2 separate regions of the Hordeum vulgare genome follow, and region 2 is linked to region 1. The links are chromatin contacts, called in public Hi-C maps. All regions are on one chromosome and are shown on one strand. The core of a region is the stretch at or near the end of the contact, and the rest is flanking DNA. Distances in the headings are between cores, read along the strand shown. Region 1 holds the start of LOC123439578. Region 2 holds the start of LOC123443066.

The links. A called contact is a pair of places that touch in the nucleus more often than the background predicts.
Region 2: a Hi-C map of leaf shows a contact between it and region 1, with 4 times the contacts expected there. The contact joins the promoter of LOC123443066 here to the promoter of LOC123439578 in region 1. A contact is called at or near these places in 2 of 6 Hi-C or Micro-C datasets (leaf and seedling).

What each region holds. Positions count from the first base shown.
Region 1 is chr3H:83,651,416-83,656,605 of MorexV3_pseudomolecules_assembly, reverse strand. LOC123439578 reads right to left here and starts at 3,594. Exons shown (of 1, transcript XM_045116273.1): 1 at 2,732-3,594. The coding sequence starts at 3,352. The coding sequence ends at 2,972.
Region 2 is chr3H:83,903,797-83,908,949 of MorexV3_pseudomolecules_assembly, reverse strand. LOC123443066 reads right to left here and starts at 3,860. Exons shown (of 17, transcript XM_045119310.1): 1 at 3,648-3,860; 2 at 3,253-3,535; 3 at 2,263-2,364; 4 at 1,739-1,789; 5 at 1,592-1,653; 6 at 1,421-1,511; 7 at 808-872. The coding sequence starts at 2,323.

The DNA.
Region 1 (5,190 bases), core at 2,345-4,844:
ACAAAAAATCCTCGTAAATTTCCAGGTCATTCCGAGAACTTTTATTTCTGCGCAAAAACAACACCATGATAATTCTGCTGAAAACAATGTTAGTCCGGGTTAGTTCCATTCAAATTATGTAAATTAGAGTCCAAAACAAAGTCAAAAGAGTTTTGGAAAGTAGATACGCCAACGTATCATGGCTCCTCACGAGGGCCGAATCCCCGGGCCTCGATAGGGAACACCCCAAGGCCCGCAAAGCGCAACATGCCCTAGACTGCAGGCAGGCCTGGGGACCCTCGGTCCGAGAGCCCCGACACGCATAGACACATTTGTCTCATTGTCGTGGGCAACATCGTGGACATGGACGATCTAGTGGTTACCAATGTCGTCGGCATGAATGTCGACCATCTCCAAGAGAGAATCCGATAGGTCCCTTGTTTTTTGAGGAGTTTAGTGTGATAGGTCTCTTAAGGATAATTAATAACTAATTGTTCACCGCGTGAGTGCCTCATTTGCTAGATAGAGGTAACTTGTGTCATCACCTTATGTGTTCTTGCAGATACGCATGTTTCCACATCGGGTTAATAGGTTGTATCATTACTTAAGAGTATGTGGACCATGTAGCAATATGTCTTGGACTTATTGCAGCAAATCCTGCTTAGAACATCTCTGGTAGGCGTATATGCATATCATGCTACGATTCTAGTAGAATGTGTTTTATTTATCCAATAATAGGGATTATAGAATACATAAGTTCGTTATATTTTCACTTCTATCTTATGCACTGCAATAGTTCTTGGTTCATTTGCTCACCTCCAGTGTAATGGTTGTTGGCTAATTTGCATGCTATATGGAAATGATCGATCATGCATTTTTTTTTACTTTAAGCATGGTCGATAAGGATTTACTTACCTCTGGTCATACCCTTGTACAGTACAAATTTAACTTGTTACCTTTTGCGTATGGATTTTAGAATCACCATTTTCGTATATGGAGAGATAAACAGAAACAAAATCCGGTGTTGGGTGATTAGCGTAGGGCACACGCGGAGTTGTACGGCGCATGGACGCAGAAAGGAGGATTTTTTTCACGACTTTGATCTATGGGATAAAAGTATTGGGATTTTTTCACGATTTTAACCCATGAGATGAAAGTATTGCATGGAATGAACTTTGATAGAAACCATTTCACGATCTGATCTTTTTTGAAACGCCAGAGCCCGTGGCGTTGCAGACGCACATAGAAACACCAGTCTAATGTGGCGTTGCAGACCCACTCAAACGTCAGTCTAATGTGGCGTTGCAGACCCACTCAAACACCAGTCTAATGTGACGTTGCAGGCCACGCGTGAAACGCCATGGTCCATGGCGTTTCAGCAGTACACATGTTGCTGGCAGCATGTCGTGGGCTGGCTGGATGTCGTCGCTGCGTTTCATAGTGGGTCTGCAACGCCAGCACTGTTGGCGTTTCACAATGGGCCTGCAACGCCACATTAGACTTGCTTTGCAAGAAAGAAAAAACGCCACGGTAGACAGGCGTGTCACTGTTGGGTAGCAACGCCAGCACTGTTGGCGTTTCACAGTGGGTCCGCAACGCCACTTTAGACTGGCGTTGCAGAAAAGAAAAAACCATGGTAGACAGGCGTTGCATAGTGGGATAGCAACGCCACGGCTTGTGGCGTTTCTAAAAGGGTCAGATCGTGAAATGCTTTCGAATCTGGTTCATTTTGTGCTCATGTTTAGAAAAAAGGTTAAAACAGTGAAAAAATCTAAATTATTGCACGGAATGAACTCTGATTAAAACCATTTCACTATCTGACCTTTTTTGAAACGCCAGAGCCCGTAGCGTTGCAGACGCACATAGAAACGTCAGTCTAATGTTGCGTTGCAGACCCACTCAAACGCCAGTCTAATGTGGCGTTGCAGACCCACTCAAACGCCAGTCTAATGTGGCGTTGCAGGCCACGCGTGAAACACCATGGTCCATGGCGTTTCAGCAGTACACATGTTGCTGGCAGCATGCCGTGGGCTGCTGGATGTCGTCGTTGCGTTCCATAGTGGGTCTGCAACGCGTGTTGGCGTTTCACAATGGGCCTGCAACGCCACATTAGACTGGCGTTGCAAGAAAGAAAAAACGCCACGGTAAACAGGCATGTCAATGTTGGGCAGCAACGCCAGCACTTTTGGCGTTTCACAGTGGATCCGCAACGCCACTTTAGACTGGCGTTGCAAAAAAGAAAAAACGCCACTATAGAGCAGCAACGCCATGGTAGACAGGCGTTGCATAGTGGGGCAGCAACGCCACGGCTTGTGACGTTTTTAAAAGGATCAGATCGTGAAATACTTTCGAATCTCGTTCATTTTGTGCTCATGTTTAGAAAAAAAATTTAAAACAGTGAAAAAATCCCAGAAAGGAAAGGTAAAGTAGCGTGGCTTGCAGGAAAAGCCATCACGAGAATTCACCGTCTTACTGCGTCGCTGGCCTCTTCAGTTTTCATTTTCACTTTTCACCATGGGGGCTTGGCCTCGGCAGGCGTGAATGTGTGCCAACTTCAACAAGATACCCGCTCTAATATTACATACTCTTTTCGTTTGGAATTACTTGTCACACAAAATAAATTTTCCGATAGTCCTAACATCAGTCAGAAACCTCTCAAGATTCAGATCATGAAGAATCTGCATGTTTATCTACATCCCCAATCATAAATCCCGTTTGTGGCTTGTCTCGTCTCCTCTGGTTCGTCCTTCGCTTTCACCCAGACTGTAAACATTCTTCCATTGGGTACAACTTTAGTCACAACTTTCTCCAATTACAAACATACCGATCATATTTGAAATTTAACTCTTTTTCTATTTATGCTATCCGGCCTAATCATGCAGATGTGTAAGAGAATATCTTCTATTTTGTTTAATACTGTATAATAGTATACCATAGCTATGTGCGTCGGGATACATAACATGACTTTCCTTGAAAATAAAAATTTACATGCTCATCTAAACCCCGGGGGCTTGAATATCTGAAAGTCGGACCTGTGAGACACCAGCACCAGCAGCAGAGCCACAAGGGCCGCGACGCCCCACGGCGACGTGCCGGAGCCGCCATCGGGCTGGCCTCGCCACGCCGCCGGCACCGCCACAACCCTGCCCTCTCCGTCGAACAGCGCGTGCTGCGCGAGGAAGACCAGGGCGAGGACTCCCAGCACCAGGAGCACCCAGAAGCCCGCCTGGGTGCGATGCCGCAGCTGCTCCTCGTACTCATCCATCTGCCACGACAGGTAGAGGAAGAAGGTCACGATGCCGGTGACGGCGAGCACCGGCGCCGGCGGCAGGCCGACGGAGAGCCATCCTTGCTGATATTTGCCCTCGTCCATCGGAGCTTAATTCGGGACGTCTGCTACGGGATCTACTACGTGCCTGCCTTCCTGGGCTATGCTTGTGGTCATGTGTTTCGTATCTGCTGCGTGCCGGGCAGCGCCGTCGTTATATGGGGACGGCCGGAGAGACGTGGGCCGCAAGTGCGCGCTTTTGCTTCTGTGACCATGGCGAGGAGTGGAAGCTGGTGGGTGGCTCTGGAGAAGAAAGCGGCACCGCGTGTCCTCTTCTCTGACGGGAGCTTTCGAGATGGCTACGAGACAATCGGCGGTCGGTTGCTGCTGCCTTTCCAGGATTCCCCAATCTTCTCCGGACGCTCTACTTTGCGAGAAAACCGTTCATTTCTTCGCTTGGAAACCTACCCGCGAAAAGCAACAACGGATAGAGAACCTGAAATGTCGTGCCGACTAGACCTGATATTTGATCGGCCCGGGCCAGGCATCGTGGATTGGGCTGGGCATCATAAAACCTGATCTAAACACATCAAACATAAGCTGGGCTTGTCTATAGAAAAACCTAAGCCGGCCCTTCTAAAATATACTGTATTCTGCATAAAACTTTTTATGTTCAACTAATATAAAAAAATCATTATGTGTTAAAAAATATAAAAAAATTATTATGCCCATTTCTAAGTAAAATAATAGTAATAGTAATTCTGAGATTTGGGGGAATAGGGTGTGAGGGGGATCCCCCAATAGGGGACGTGGGTAGGGAAAGGGGATGGACTGATTTTCTTTGACAAAGACCTCCAAAATGGGGACTGGGACATGATTGAGGTTGCTACAAAAAATTCTTGTACCTTTTTTACTTCGCGTATAAGATTTGTGTCAAGTCAAAATTTACATAGTTTAAAGAAATTTATATTAAAAATATCAGCATTTATAGTAGAAAATCTATATAATATATAACTACATTCCATAATGAATCTAACGCTATTGATTTGGTATTGTCAATGTTGCTACTTATTTCTATAAGTTTAGTTAAATTAAAGATACTTTGACTTTAGGCAACTCTTATATGCAGAATCTTAGGTCAAAAGGCTATTGTGAGTTTGAGCTCACATGATCTCGGACGAACAGTAAGATCCGAATAAACATTCAAACAATTCTGTTTTTCTTTTGGCAATAAACATTGAGGTTTTTTCTAGACACATGCAAATTTTCGCGAACGAATCACATTTGTGTAGGTGTGGACAAAACTAACAAAATTGATGCTCCAGAAAGCTTCCAAAACACTCTTTTTTGAGCATTGTTTTTTTCGCAGAACTCTACAAATTTGATTTCATCATGAACATTTTCAAGCATGTAGAAAAAGAACAATGTTTCTTGTCAAAAAGTTCAGGTTATCTTGAATTTTTATTACTATTTTTTGGATTCTTACTGTTCACCCAAGATCATGTGAGCTCGAGCTCACATACGTCACATCCTGTCTTAGGTGTACTTCTCTCTTGTAGTAGTGTACTGATCAAAGAGCAAGATGTGGTGAGCCCTTGCATTCTTCCCTATGTAACTCCACATATACAATACAGATTTATCCCCTAAATTTCGTTCATCTCTAGAATGACCCTTGTATGTCATCTCAAAACCTCATTCTATCAAATTAAAATATATTATATTCATTTTTCTTATGTTTTATAGAGATAAAAAGGTACATATGGGATGTGGTATAGGGAGAAGGAACCTAGGACCAGGATGCCGATAATCGAGGGAGCTGGTTCCGGTTCCTCCTATAAATGTTTTTTTCCTTCCCCTTCCCCTATACATTTTACGTCACAGAGGTCTTTTCGGACTCATTTTCCCTTTCTTGCATTGTCCTGTGTCTTGAAGCTATAATATTT
Region 2 (5,153 bases), core at 2,611-5,110, 250 kb before region 1:
GGGGAGATTGTGAGCATTAAACCCTGTCTAGATAAACATGCAGGTGCATGTCGGTTAGAAGAGCAGCAGCGGCTGCATGTCTTAGTAGCTAAGGAAACTAGTAGCCAGTTTGGTTTTGATTGCTTCACACGTAAGAAAAAAAATGTGAAGTAAGCAGTGACGTACTCCCTCCGTCCTAAAATAAGTGTCTTAAGCTTAGTACAATTTTGTACTAGAGCTAGCACAAAGTTAAGACAGTTATTTTGGGACGGAGGGAGTATTAGCTAGTCTAAATATCTGCTCTATAGTCGGTTGATGGCCACTATAAAAGGAGCTGCACTCCCACCGGTGTAGTCAGACCATTTTCATTCCAATCAATACAAGGCAAAAGCCATCCAGCTCTAAGCTAGTACGAGCAGCCCCATCTCAGTGTGTGTGTGCTTCGCTATTGTGTTTGGGGCAGCTAGCAAAGAGAGCAGGAGAGGAAGAGAGTAGTACTCTGTAGTTTGGGCTAACAGAATTAAATCACTAGAAGGAAGTTTAAACCTGTGAAAAAAGCTTAGCAAGATATTCTAAACCCATGTTGCTGGCTAAATGAGCACATTCAGGACTAGAATCAAAGAAGCCTTGTCCTTTTTTCCTAGCAATAATCATGTTAACATTCCTGTTGATATCTGCTTGTGAGCGGTTAACAATTCCAGCCCATGGGTGTTGTAGCTTGTAAGCTCTTCCTTCAAGAACCTTAGCGAGAAGACGAATATTGGCAATCTAAAGGTCCTTAATAAGCCCAAAATGCACAGGAAAAGAGTAGAGTAAATAGAAACATACATCAAGTGCATTTGTTCCCTTGTCCATGAAATCAAGCTTAGTCAACATGCCAAAGCTCCTTTCACCTGAGAAAAATAAAAATGATCCCTCAGGCTACAAGTATGGTAGATGCATCCAACGGTTATAATGTTGTCACTGTCGGGAGCACATCATAATCAAATATGAACAAACCATAATATGTGAGAAATGAGAACTAGTAGTCTAAGTCATTGGAGTGAATGTACATTGTACATGGCTCAGTAATTATTATCAAGCATGATACTCTAGAGTTAGAACCAAACACTTGCTGAATTGTGCATGGGTTTCTCCTAAAAGATACTCCCTCCGTCCCAAAATAACTGTCTTAAGCTTAGTACAACTTTATACTAGAGCTAGTATAAAGTTGAGACAGTTATTTTGGGACGGAGGGAGTATTATTTTGTTATTTTTCATGTTGAACATCCATCGTGCTAACATCTTTGAAGCAAATGGCATCAGGAAAGATTATGACAATTGATAGGAATATAAAAGAAAAGTACATACATAATTATTCAACATCATACTGAAAGATGGTATAGGCAGATAAAAGAATTATTAGATCGCGGCAAAATAAGTGCAGAATTTTGGTTCATACCAGTGGAATCAGCATCCCGAGCAAGCTTAATGGCATCCGATGTTGCTATATCTTGATTAGCAGGAGATGTAGCAAGTATAATGCAGTTTGTCTACAAAGAAGATAGGAATGCATCACTCCATAGGTAAATATCAAGATGCTCATCATATCCCACTGAGGCAATGGTAGTACCTTCTCGACATACAAGCGCACCACATTTTCCTTATCCTGGGCAATGTTTTCAAGCTGCCACTCTGAAAAAGATGGCAACATAGTGAATGAAAATTCCTGTAAACGTTGCCTAAATAAGAAAATGTGAAAAAATAGACACTCAAATACCTATAGCAACCTTAGTTCGACCCGGCAGACCAATCAATGTTAAGTTGACAGCTGCAACAGCCAATTGAATACAATAAATGACTTATCAAGAAGATTCAGAAGTAAGGCCCCTCCAGAAAAAAAATAAGACACAAGAAGATGGAGGAGCTGCATTAATGCAATTGTCTACTCCATCCGTTCCTAAATAGAAGTCTTTTTAGATATTTCACTAAGGGACTACATACGGAGCAAAATGAATGAATCTACACTCTAAAGCATGTCTATATACATCCGTATGTAGTCCTCTAGTGGAACCTCTAGAAAGACTTGTATTTAGGAACGGAGGGAGTATAAATTAAGATCTCTATATAAACACCATCAAAAAGGAATGAAATCAGAGATACATGGCTACTGTTGTTAAACAGAGAAGTTATAGTTCTATTTATAAAAAATGGATCTGGAAACTTATATTTAGTTAAAACTAGCACTAATATTCTCCTTCAGTGTACCACTAAGTTATGTAGATATGCCCAGGGTATAAATACCTTGTGGTGAGTATATACTGAGATGAGTAGGGGCTGGAGATATTTGTTTTGACCTCCTCATCAATCTATCAGTTCCATCTTCAATTTCCTTACACGCAAGAGCTGCAGAAAACAAAAGTCAACAGCAGGTACACAATAGGTATCTGATGAGCTTAAGCCACTTCCCAGTAATGAAAATATTGAGGCTATTCCAAATTCACTTCAGGCGATCGTATTTTCTAAAGAATAAGGTGCATGATGTTTTTGGATACATGTGCTCATATGCAAATCAGCCTGAACAAAAACATATTCATTTAAATTTGCCAATCTCAGCATCAACATCTACTCATGGAATCGTTAATGGAAAAGCACTGAACATTAAGTAAAACAATCACGTGCAAAAGCACAATGTAGTCGAGCTATCCTCTTAGGCAGTGGCGGAGCTTCGGCAATGCCGAGTGGGCCGTGGCCCGCCCAAGTCTGGAACAAAAATATTTTTTATATGAAGCACAACTCATCACGGTGGACAGCGATACAGAAATACATCAAGTATCACGGAATCAGCCTCCCACAGTCGCAGGCATAGCACTTGTTCCTCAAAGAAAAAACATGCATCGGAGCGGAGGTGCTCAGGAGCAGCCGCTGGTACTGGACACACACATATACGGTACCCTCCAGCCCACCCAACAATTCTTTTGTAGCACCGCCACTGCTCATAGGGTGGAGATCGGAGAGTCGACATAAACTTTATCTAACACCACCAATTGCAACTACTTCATCCTTGTGGAGTAGAACATCACAATCCCATCGATAAGAAACAGTAAAATCACACCCTTCTTCTTTTAATCCCAGCCTCTGCGTCACCAAGTGCACACAGCCTGAATCCAAAGCTTCTGTTGCTGGTGCAAATACGAATATCATTTCACGGCACTTACTAATAGCATGGCAAACCAAAATAGACACTGAAAAATTAGGCATCGATTTACTACTGCTACTCACTGGAAGCACAACCTGAGAATAACCCCTAACTGCATATGACTGACACTGCATCTCGAAACACGCTTTTCGCCCCCGCTTTGACTGAAACTGCATGCGCGTGGGCAGAGAGAAACCTCATCGAAATCAGCGAACCGATGCTTTGGCGTATGCTGTTCGGCGTACCCCAGACGGCCAAAGTTTACCCCGATATGCAGCAGAGTAACTACACCCATGTTCGATGAAAGCATCACCAACAGGTCACATTCGAGGCGACAGAGGTCGCCGTCGGAGGCCGCCTTCGTGAGAGCCTTCTCACCTGAACACACGCACGCACAGATCGCAATTAGAAACGCGGGCAGAGGTAGGGAGAGGGGAAATAACCGATGCGAGAGAGAGCAATCGCGGGAAAAGGGGGAGGTTCGACGCACAGGCGCCGTCGTTGTCGCCGGAGGAGGGGGCCATGGCGGGCTGGAGATGTCGCCCGCGGAGTCGCGGGTCCGAAGCTTCCCGGCGGCGACGACGTAGAAAGGGAGGAGAAACCCGGCGCTGCGCTGCGCAGCGGAGTTTGGGGGTTTTGTCAGCCTCCTGGTAGCTCTGTGCTGGAGGTGGCGACGAAGGCGAGGGCGCAGCACAGTGGATGGATGGACTCGGTGTTGCAGCACAAGAATCGCTGCTCTTGTGGCTTGTGTGCCCGCTATCGGTGTACCTACACCAGGCGCATCGAGGACACGGTGAATGTAAAGCGCCAGTTGGCGGCCAGCACGTGTACGCCAGGCACGAGCAAAAAGCTGCCGCGCGAACCGTAGCCTCTGTCCGCTCGGCTTCCTGAGTAAATCGCAGCCCTTAGATTTTGAATGAGGGGGCCAGATCCATTGCTATGGAAATTGCTTTAAAACGTCACTGTTGCTTTTCCTTCGCCGCAGTCTGTTCTCCTGTGCCTACTCCTTCTAGGTCTTTGACTACACGTGAGACTTAACTAGTGTCCCGTTTGTATCATTTCTCTTTAGAGCATCTAAAGTGAGAATGGACAATTAGAGGCCGAGCTCCATGGTGATTGAAATTTTTGAAAAAAAATCAAAAGTTAAACTTTTTGGTTTTAAAAATATCTGAAAAAAATATGTAAGTAAGGAAGAATGTTATGTCTATGTGTGTAAATTTTTAGGATGAAATACCTTAAAATATGATTTGCACACAAAAAACAAATTAATAACGTGCAACGATGAATAGTATCATGTGTTAAAAAGTCTCAGATTTGTCTTTTTTATACATCCCTCATTGCAGCCTATTTTTTATGAAATTTTACACACATATGTGTTACGCCTTCGCTTATCTCTGTATTCTGTCAGAGTTTTTTAAAATGTACAAATATGAATTTTTATGAAATTTGAATTTCAAATTTAAAGATCTCCATGGAGGCCGAGCTCCAAAAGCAATTTCCGATCTAAAGTGTGCCTTAAACTCCTCTTGTTTGCACGGACCACCCAATCATTGATCGGTCAAAAAAAAACGATTCACACGGGTGTTTTGAACCGGCCTTACATGCCCCGACAACCCCATATGGTAGGGTGTGTCTATCAAGTTAGATCCGATTCATACTCACACACCCAATTTCACATATATTAATCTTTGTGTGCTTTCTTCACCAAACCTAGCCACTCCCTCCACTCCATTCCATCACCCAAACTCCCTCCGATGATATCACACCGTGTGTTTATACCACTTTATCACATTATGTTTTTTATAAATTTTGGAATCATTTAATTTTTTGTGTGCATGTGATGATTGAATTGGTTGCTATATGTTTCCTTGTCTATTTGGGTTTTTATTCACAAAAATTCTCCCATATCTCAATACTCATCTTCTTGCTCCAAATCCTTGCCCAATTACCCTACCATGTGAATATGACCTAAAACATTTTCTATTAAATAATATTT